Regions from separate parts of the Pungitius pungitius genome. Here region 1 is linked to region 2. A link is a contact called in public Hi-C data. All regions are on one chromosome and are shown on one strand. The core of a region is the stretch at or near the end of the contact, and the rest is flanking DNA. Distances in the headings are between cores, read along the strand shown.

What was found. A called contact is a pair of places that touch in the nucleus more often than the background predicts.
Region 1: a Hi-C map of muscle shows a contact between it and region 2, with 6 times the contacts expected there. The contact joins the promoter of LOC119194821 here to the promoter of flvcr1 in region 2. A contact is called at or near these places in 2 of 2 Hi-C or Micro-C datasets (both in muscle).

Annotation. Positions count from the first base shown.
Region 1 is chr20:1,443,454-1,448,167 of fPunPun2.1, forward strand. It overlaps LOC119194821 (cysteine-rich protein 2-like), which reads left to right and starts at 2,191. Exons shown (of 8, transcript XM_037449234.2): 1 at 2,191-2,349; 2 at 4,007-4,101. The coding sequence starts at 2,307. The region is part of intron 5 of LOC119194987; the gene reads right to left.
Region 2 is chr20:1,226,209-1,231,369 of fPunPun2.1, forward strand. flvcr1 (FLVCR choline and heme transporter 1) reads left to right here and starts at 2,271. Exons shown (of 11, transcript XM_062559696.1): 1 at 2,271-2,960; 2 at 3,208-3,352; 3 at 3,475-3,615; 4 at 3,780-3,847; 5 at 4,288-4,397; 6 at 4,776-4,883; 7 at 4,968-5,073; 8 at 5,161. The coding sequence starts at 2,298. LOC119195210 (spermatogenesis-associated protein 45-like) reads right to left here and starts at 2,268. Exons shown (of 2, transcript XM_037449964.2): 1 at 770-2,268; 2 at 210-622. The coding sequence starts at 1,010. The coding sequence ends at 603.

The DNA of each region.
Region 1 (4,714 bases), core at 941-3,440, 220 kb after region 2:
CCCCCAATGTCACAAGGCAGAGTGACGTCATCTCCATCTTCAACAGTGAGGGGGAGAAAAGATACTGCTGTTTCTACTTCTAAGAAGATGAGAGAGAAGTAAAAGGAACAAGGAGAAATAAAACATGACTTTTAGTGTCAGTGTGAAGATCATTTTAGACACAACAACAGTTTACAAATGTGCCTCATTGTTGGTTTCTAAGAGTTCATTAAAGTCACGATTCACCTGCTGGAAACAAACAGACTACTTGTGTGTCTTCTTTAAATGAAGCTTTGCTTCTAAATAACATTCATCCATTAGTAAATGATCTTTCTAGTGTTTCTGTAGTCATACACACATTCTATGTGTTCTTACCTGCAAACTGAAGCATCACAATCAGGAACAAACAGCTTTCAATCCCTCCCAATTCAGCCATGGTTCCTCTGCGTCTCTCGTCTCTCTGTGTCCTCTACTCGTCTCTCTGTGTCCTCTACTCGTCTCTCTGTGTCCTCTACTCGTCTCTCTGTGTCCTCTACTCGTCTCTCTGCGTCTCTCGTCTCTCGTCTCTCTGCGTCTTTTACTCGTCTCTCTGCGTCTCTCGTCTCTCTGCGTCTTCCGTCTTAAAGATAAACCTTGAATCTATTTCCTCTTGATAATAAAGTGCGTCAGTTGTTGCTCAACTTAAAGTCAAACATCTCTGCATTCAGTTATCTGATCTGATGCAGCAACACACAAACTGCACTAATCTCTTAAGTTCACCCTGAGTTCTTTCCCATGATGCACTTCTGTTGCCGACATACAAGCCGACCAACAAGGGCCCGATAAATGAATTGAGGAAGTCAAAGGTGTGTCTGTTGACTTTAACCAAACCATATGTGGTCAAATGAGTCTCAAAATGATTCAATCCACACAGAATCACAAATGTATTCAGATCGGACCCTCTAGAGCCAACATGCTTTAAAATATTTAAATATTTCCAACTTCTATTTTGAAAGACTTTAAAACACCTCACAAGACATTCATGAGTAGAAGAAGGGTCATTTTATTAGTGGTTATAATGCAGGAAATGCTGTAACTGAATGGATTAAGAAACAAAGCTCACTAAAAGGAAGTGAGAGTGAGGAAGTTTAAACACTATCAGGAAAAAACCCACAGGCCTCATTTAAAATCATCCACGTGATGAGAAAGTCACAGGAAGGCACAACGTGGGATGCAGATGTGAGTCTTGTCAGGACTTCCCGTCCTCGGGGACGTCTGGGACAAAGCTCTGCAGAGGCTTGGTCCGCTTGTGGTTATTTTAGGATGAGTGCGTTCCCAGCCCCCAGATGGCCGAAGCCCAGGGGCGCCACGCTGACTCTGTTCATGTGTTCATCCCCTCGCCTTTCAGAAGGTCTTAAGGAGTGACACTTGGATTAGACTCCATAAACACAGAATCAGCTCAACCTGATCTGCACTGATGCTTGATGTTTATTTTAGTGACGTGAATGTTTAAATGTAGCTGCTTTTCCATCACAAAAAAGCACCAATTGGCTTGTGAACCACGACCTGACTGAAAACAATGTTTAGTTTGGTTAAACACTGGGAAAAGGGGAAATATGTAGAAGTTATTTCTGGAGGTCTACACTGACAAAATTGCATTTTTTTTTAATATGAAAAATTGAACTGATATTTAAATTTGCAGTGATTTGTTCTGGTAAAGTCCAGACAAAGGGCCTCCTCCTCGTATCTGGGAGCCAGGAATGTGCAGAGCAGCTCTCCTGGGAGCTGCAGAGCATCACTTAACATTCAGCGTCGCCTAGCAACCACACCAGGACACAAACACAGCCGCTGACACGGATGGATTGGGGGCTTGTATTTAGGATGAAACACCTGACCCACGATCACAGCGCATCATGTGGATCTGCTGCGTTCCACAAAGTCCATATTAGTCCCTTCTTATTATAACATGTCTTCATGGTTCTGATCTTGTGTTGGATTGGACTTGGACAATAACGCAATGTTTCTTACCTGTGCATTTATAAGGAATTACACCATCATAATAGTGATAATAATAAGAATACAAAAGATCAATAAGGTGTTTTCTTTTCTGTGTATTTATTCGCCAGGAAAGAAAACAACTTATTTATCCAGAGCAAGACAAGACTCTCGTTGGAGCGCATTAGACACCGCGCTTGAGGAAAGGCGTGACGTCATCGTGGGGGCGGGGCGAGTGGCGGGCGAGCCAACGGGAGGCTGCGAGCGGCGGTACTCTGCCTCCATCACCATCCTCCGAGGAGACGGCCACACACGGACGGAAAAGGACTCTTTTGTCTTCGTTCACGCGGAACATGGCGTCAAAATGTCCCAAATGCGACAAGACGGTTTATTTCGGTGAGTCTCCTCCATCCGGTCGCGAGCTTCTTTGCGTGGATCCGCGGGCTTCGACGCAGCGCGCTCGTTATCAGGGAGACGTGTTATCAAGCAGGGATGGAGCCGATAGAAAAGGGTCTAAGAATTATCGTAGTCACGTGAGTAGCGTGAGTGACGTAATGCAAACCCTCGCTGAAAGCAGGACGTGAGCGGGTTTGTGGTGCAGGGGGGCTTTATGGAGAAAGAGAATATGGTGACGTCACACCCAAATCTACTGAAGAATTCAAAGGGATAAGTTATTAATATGTGGATAAAAACTACAATGTGTGACGTCATCATATTAGATTAAATACAATCTTATGAGCAATAATTTAAATACAGTACTAAGAACTATTTGAAAGTACTTTTCCTGTTGTGTGACGCTGCAGCTGCTCTGTGTCCATTGGACTGTAAAGATGAGTTAAAACAAGGACCAAACATCCCATTTTATAACCTGTTTGTTGTAATGACGTGACGGCTGCGCTGCCTCGATCCGCCTCAAAAATGTCCCAGAATGCCTCAGCTGGTGAGCCTCAGACTGACTGATGGGCTATAAATGCTTCACTATCTTCAGATAAGAGCCGGCCTCCTGTGTTAGTCGACAGCTCCTGACAAATGACCAGCTTTAAATGACCAGTTCTTCCCCCCAGGCAGGAGGGTTCAGAGCCCAAATATCGGGTCGCAGCCTCTCCTTAATTTGCAGCTTCACACCACATGGCGTTGTAAATAATTTACCCGTCGCTCACGCGTGGATCGATTTTCTCTTTGTTCCGTCATCATCTTTCTTCTGAAGGAGCAATAACCTGCAGCTCCTCTCCTCCTTCTGGGTTAAAGATGCTCAAATAGGTTTCCTCTGGCCTGTGTTGCTGCACAGGGAATTTATTGTGGTGGAGAAGGGTTTTACACACTTCTTTAAGCTCAGCTCATTGTTCTAATTCTGTAATTTAAGCTCCCAGGTTTTCAGTATCTATCAAGTTGTTTTTGTGACATTAATTAAAGCAAAAGCCATCTACGGAAAATGGGAAAAACAAAAGATGAATTACAAGATTTACCAGCATTTCCTTAGCTAGAAGCTAACAGCGCTAACTGTTTTAACATGAGTGGGAAACGGAGGGGAGCTGGGGGGGGGGGGCTACGTTTCCGTGACGACGCCGTCTCTAGACGAGGTATGAGAGAAGTGCACAGCTGTGAGGTCACTACGCTCACGTGCACGAACATGCACTAAAATGTCACGGTCTTTACAGTTTATAGGTAATGTCCTCATAGAGACACACACACACACACACACACACACACACACACTCGTCTTCTGTCATGAAAGCAACCAGCTCGCTGTGTGCAGAGCGACTGATTGTCACACATCGCCCGGTGAGTCTGAACAGGAAGTGTCACGTGGTATCAGTGTCTCTGTGGGACATTCTGGTCCCTCTGTTGAAGCTGTGAGTGTATTTACAGCAGCTGAGGCCCTTTATCTCTGGAGCAAAGGTCCCGGTCCGTGTTGAGAATGACGGAGTGTCCATGGCACCATGTGAGGATGGGCTTCTGTCTTCATCACGTATTCTGCTCCTGGAGGAGCTGGATGTCTGATGAACGCCAGCATGTGACTCGGTGCTGAAGCCCTCGTGTTCTTCCTCCACAGCGGAGAAGGTGTCGTCTTTGGGGAAAGACTGGCACAAGTTCTGTCTGAAGTGTGAACGCTGCAACAAGACGCTGAACCCAGGAGGCCACGCCGAGGTGAGAGGAGATCAACGAGGTCCACACGTGGGACCTTTAACAGTTGGTGGCACCGACAATTCTTTCTAATCAGAACTTTATTCAGAGTCTGACCACATCATGGAAAGGACCTCCGTGCTGGATCCTGTCTTTCTGTTGCTCAAGCAGAAGTCTCCTTCTAAGTTCTGGCAACAGGTGACTTGGCCAAGAGGTGAAATGACCAAATCTGCCTTCTCTAGACCTACATTTAGTAGCTGTAGATGAGTAGCTGCTGCCACCTAGTGGACAGTCCGGCTTGGCTGGTTGTGGTTGAGATGAAGTTACCAGGAGAAAACAAGCTGATCTGACTAGAAGCTGAATTCCTCCTTGAAGAACCTTCTTCCTAAAAGTCTTTACTCATAAGGAAAAGAGTTTGTCTGCATGAGGCTTTTATTCATTTGACAGTAAAACTATTGTCAGTGAAAGTACTGAATCCACAGCAGCAACAGAACTGATTTGTTCTTTGAATGAAGAGAAGATCACGTGAGCAGGAAGTTGACGGTTCTCTTGTGGTCATGGACAGTAGACACTCTACAACCTTCTGACCACCAGAACGTGACTGAACAGCTCCGACCACGAGGAGACCACACACTTC
Region 2 (5,161 bases), core at 1,021-3,520:
CACACACACCGCTGCACCCTCTCCGTTCTTACAGAATTAAACAGGCTCATGAAACACAGATCCATACTTTGATATAAAGCAGGTTTAACTGGTTAAACCTCCAAACCACCCCCCCCCCCCCCCCCCACACACACACACACAGACACACACACATACACAGTCACACCCTGTTTATCACTTGGATTTAAAGTGGAAGTAGGAGAGCAATATGTTGTTGTAAGGTGATCTTTAATCTGTTTGTTAATACACTTTGTGACAAAAGACAACCGACACATCTGTGATGTCTCCGCACAGAGAGACCAGCTGGTCCAGCAGCTCCCTCCGGACCACATCTGCGTGGGCTCCGCCAGCCTCGACACAGCTGGATCTCCTCTGCAGATGTTTCCCTTCTCTTTGCTCTCGGGAACGAGCCCCTTAGTCCTGATCCTCTGGTGAACGAGTCTCACATTTGGAAGATAACACACTTGTTTATTTCATTTTATTAGAGGCAGACGGACACATCTACAAATGAGGTGGATACTTGTAGTTCTCCTCTTATGAAGAGATATTATATTGTGATGTATTCTGGCCCGTAATCGTTGGAGTTCCTTCAGGTCCAGATGTTACACCAGATGTGACTGATCTGCAGAAGAATAACCAGGCATTATATACACATAAAGAAATAATAACTTCAAATTTCTGTTCAATGAAGGCTTTAAACACACATGGCTTCACATGATACGAAGCTCCCTGGATTCATTTTAAATGGTGTTTCTAACATCCTCCTTACGGCTCTCTTCGAAGTGCCTTCTCTCCGGGAGGCGGGCGGCGGGCGGCCGCTCCTCGCGGGCCGAACCGCGCTGCGGCCCGCCGGTCAGGGCGGTGAGGAGGACCGGGTTGGTGCGCAGGTGAGCCCGGTAGTGTCTCCTCTCGGTCCTCTCCCAGCAGCGCCGGGGGTTCACCTCCACCTGACACCACGTCTCCCTGCGGAGGTTCAGCTCCAGGAGAGCCGGCTCCTCAGCTGCAGACATGTGGGTCTAATTTGTGGCTGTCTATTGTTTGTTTTTTGTTTTATTGTCCCGCTGTAAATTATCGACGGTGGCGTCGGTTTGTGAGGCTGCCGTTTCCATGACAACTGAGAAACCTGAAGAAGAAGCGCGCCCCAAAGATCTTTTATACTTGAAGCGATGAGTTACTGTGAGAGTTTAGAACATCATTTAAAATCCTGGACAATCTTCTCCGATGTTCCTTTTTCGATACAGACCAGGAGGACGTAGACATGTGATGTATTGTCTCCTGTTGTCTGAAGGACAGCTATCTGCTGATGGTGGTACTCTGAAACAGAGACAGAGTGAGACCTCCTCGCTCAGAGCTCATCTGATGAATTATTCACAGCCTGAATCATAACTCGCTTTGGATATAAACGTTCTCATTCATTTTTATTTGGGACATATTAATAAATATAATAAAGCTGAAACATTTGGGGTTTGCTTTCATTTAAAAATCATTGCTTAAACCATTACAGGGAGTTTCCTGGGATTCCCCTTTGGAGTCACACTGGGTCAAACGCTGATTAGGATTAGAGGTAAAGAGCTGAGCACGTGGTCAGTTAGGCCCGAGCAGCCGGGGGTCATATTCTTTCATTCATTTCTTCTCAAATTTAGATTTAGTTTTCCTATTTCTTTCTTTTGTTGCCTTCATTTGCATATTTGAACACACACAGATTTTATTACATCTATTATCATATTTCACCCTTTTAGAACAGACAGGATCTCGACCTGAGATGAAACATATATTTAATTTGTTTATTAAGGACTAAAATGGCGACATTTTATTATAATCACGTAAATGCTTAGTTGTAACAATGCCTTTCTAATTCCTATTTTCTCATTCTAATTCTTATTTTGTGTGGTAAAAGTGCAACGGCTCTGTAAGAAAGAGAAGGATATAAATTATATATATAAATAAAACCCCCGTGAAGCAACACAAAGCACCAGAGCGAGCTGCTCTTCTATTGGCTCATCCGCAACTCGCGCGACATCCTGGCTACACAAAAGAGAGAGAGACAGAGAGACAGAGAGAGAGAGAGAGAGAGAGAGGGGGAGAGAGAGAGAGAGAGAGAGAGAGAGAGAGAGAGAGGGGGGGGGGGCAGTAAGAGAATGAGACAGAGACACAGCGGATGTCTCCTTTAAAGTCCCCGTGTGTCTTAACGTGTTTCTCTCTGAGTCGTTTCTCTCTGAAGCATCGTCGCTGTGCTTCGTGCTCGCTTCCTGCCTCTCTCGGGAGGGGGGGGGGGAGGAGGCGTGAACACCGGCATCATGGTCCCCGGTTTGCTCGCGCAGGAACATGTGCGCGCGGACACCGGCGGACTCGACGACGTCGCGGGGGGCCGGAAGACCCCGGAGCCGGGGGGAGCGTCCGATCCGACGTACGCGGCGGCGCCGACGGGCGGGGCCGGGGAGGCGGAGGCCGAGCGGGAGAAGGAGCTGCCGCCGGATGAGAGCGAGGCGATGCTGCCCCGCGCGGGAGGAGCGGAGCCGGAGACCGGGCTGTCCCGGCGCCGCTTCGCCGTGCTGGCGGTGTTCAGCCTGTCGTCGCTGGTCAACGCCTTCCAGTGGATCCAGTACGGCATCATCGCCAACGTGTTCGCGCGCTTCTACGGCGTGACCAACGACAAGGTGGACTGGCTGTCCATCGTCTACATGGCGGTCTACGTGCCGCTCATCTTCCCGGCCACCTGGCTGCTGGACCGCAGGGGGCTGCGGCTCACGGCCCTGCTGGGCGCCGGACTCAACTGCGCAGGCGCGTGGCTGAAGTGCGCGAGCGCCGGGCCCGCGCGGTTCGCGGTGACCGTGGGCGCGCAGGTGATCTGCTCCGTGGCGCAGGTGTTCATCCTCGGCCTGCCCTCGCGCATCGCCTCGGTGTGGTTCGGCCCCCGCGAGGTCTCCACCGCGTGCGCCACGGCCGTGCTGGGCAACCAGGTGTGTGTGTGTGTGTGTGTGTGCACGACGTAATTTGTGTGTTTAATATTGTGGTGCTTTGGATTACTTTGATGCGCAACTATGTTTTAAAACGCTTTTGATGGCGGTTATTTCTTTTAACTACGTTTAAAGTACAGCATGACATTTGAGGAAGAGAGATGCAGTGTGTGGAGGAAATAAATAGTTAATGAAATATAATGGAACCGAACAGTAGTTGATACCCCCCCCCCCCTCCCTCCCCCTTCAGTTAGGAACAGCCATTGGCTTCCTGTTGCCCCCGGTGTTGGTTCCCAACACGCCCGACAACATCGAACTCACGGGCCACAACATCAGCGTCATGTTCTACGGCACCGCCGCCGTCTCCACCGCCCTGTTCATCCTCACCGTGATCGGTACACACACACACACGCACACACACACACACACCTACGTAACAATACGTTGCATTACACCTGTACTCTGGTTGGAATGAATGACGTGCACCTGAATGCCTCCTCCCCCTTGTGTCCCACAGTGATCAAGGACCGCCCTCTGCTCCCCCCCAGCCACGCCCAGGCCGTCCTGCCCAGCTCCCCCGCTGAGGATTACTCCTACAAGCGCTCCATCGTCAACCTGATGAGGAACAAGGCGTTCGTGCTGCTGCTAGTGAGCTACGGTCAGTGTGTGTGTGTGTGTGAGTGTGTGTGTGTGTCATGCACTCTCACCCCGTCGCTCAGCAACAGCCAATCAGGGGGGCCGGACACGGGACCAGTGGACATCAAATAATAAACGATGCCAGTGGTATGAGGGGTGACCTCAGTGGGACCTTTGTGCTTGCAGGCATCATGACGGGTTCCTTCTACTCCGTCTCCACCCTCCTCAACCAGATGATCATGGACTGCTACAAGGTACATAAACACCCATAGTCCACCTGCGACGTCACCTTCGGTCCAGAGAGAGGTGTTAGAAGCTGTTTCACGCATGCCTGCTGCCCATCGCTACACACACACACACACAGACACACACACACACACACACACACACACACACACACAGTCAACGACAGAGAAACACGGAGCCTCTTTCTCACGCTGACAGATGGACAGAAAGGCTGATTCAGTTTCTGCTTATCTAAGCAATACCCACAATCCCTGCTACACACACACACACACACACACACACACACACACACACACGCTTAGAGATGTTCACCTTTGCATGAACTTCTAAAACTCTCAGGCGACTTAAGAGCCCTCTCCCAGCAGAAACACTGCAAATCCCTAAACCCCAACTTGTGACTGTCTCATGGTCCACCTGGATCTGTCCTCCACGTGTCCTCTGTCCTCAGGACCAGGACCAGGAGCTGAACGCGGGGAGGATCGGCCTGACGCTGGTGGTGGCCGGAATGGTCGGCTCCATCCTGTGCGGCGTGTGGCTGGACCACACCAAGATGTACAAGTAGGTCACACACACACACACACACACACACAGAGAGACAACACATGGACGAAGCCGTGTCTAGAGAGAGGATGCAGCTTCAGGACTTTTGGCCCAGTTGTGTAGGAGTCGATTAAGATGCTTTTGTGAGATCAATAGAGGTGACGCCCAAGTTGAAGGACTTAAGTACGCCCCCCCCCACCCCCCCCCCCCCCAGACATGGTTGTTTCATTACAGGAATTTTAACTAATCCAGCGCCGTAGTTATTATCAAGAAGATGAAAGAATGAGGGTTTCTTTCATGAGGCAAGGGGGAGGAAAACAAAGCAGAGGAAGCCTCTGATTGGTCCCTGAAATACTGTCAATCAAAGTGACTGAACGACGCTGTGGTGCTTCACAGGATGACGACGCTGATCGTGTACATTCTGTCCTTCCTGGGCATGCTGGTCTTCACCTTCACCTTGAACCTCAACATCCTGCTGGTCTTCTTCACGGCTGGAGCTCTGGGGTACGAGTCTGTGAATCCCGCCTCATTTCCTCCCCCTGCAGCCGGAGGAGAAGGTGGTCCGGGGTTTGACACCTTGTGTTGCAGGTTCTTCATGACGGGCTACCTGCCTCTGGGCTTTGAGTTCGGGGTGGAGATCACCTACCCGGAGTCGGAGGGCACGTCCTCGGGCCTCCTCAATGCCTTCGCTCAGGTACCTCCGCCGTCCCCTAAGAGGTGCTGTTGTCCATCACCCGCTAACCATTGGTGTGTGTGTGTGTGTGTGTGTGTGTGTGTGTAGA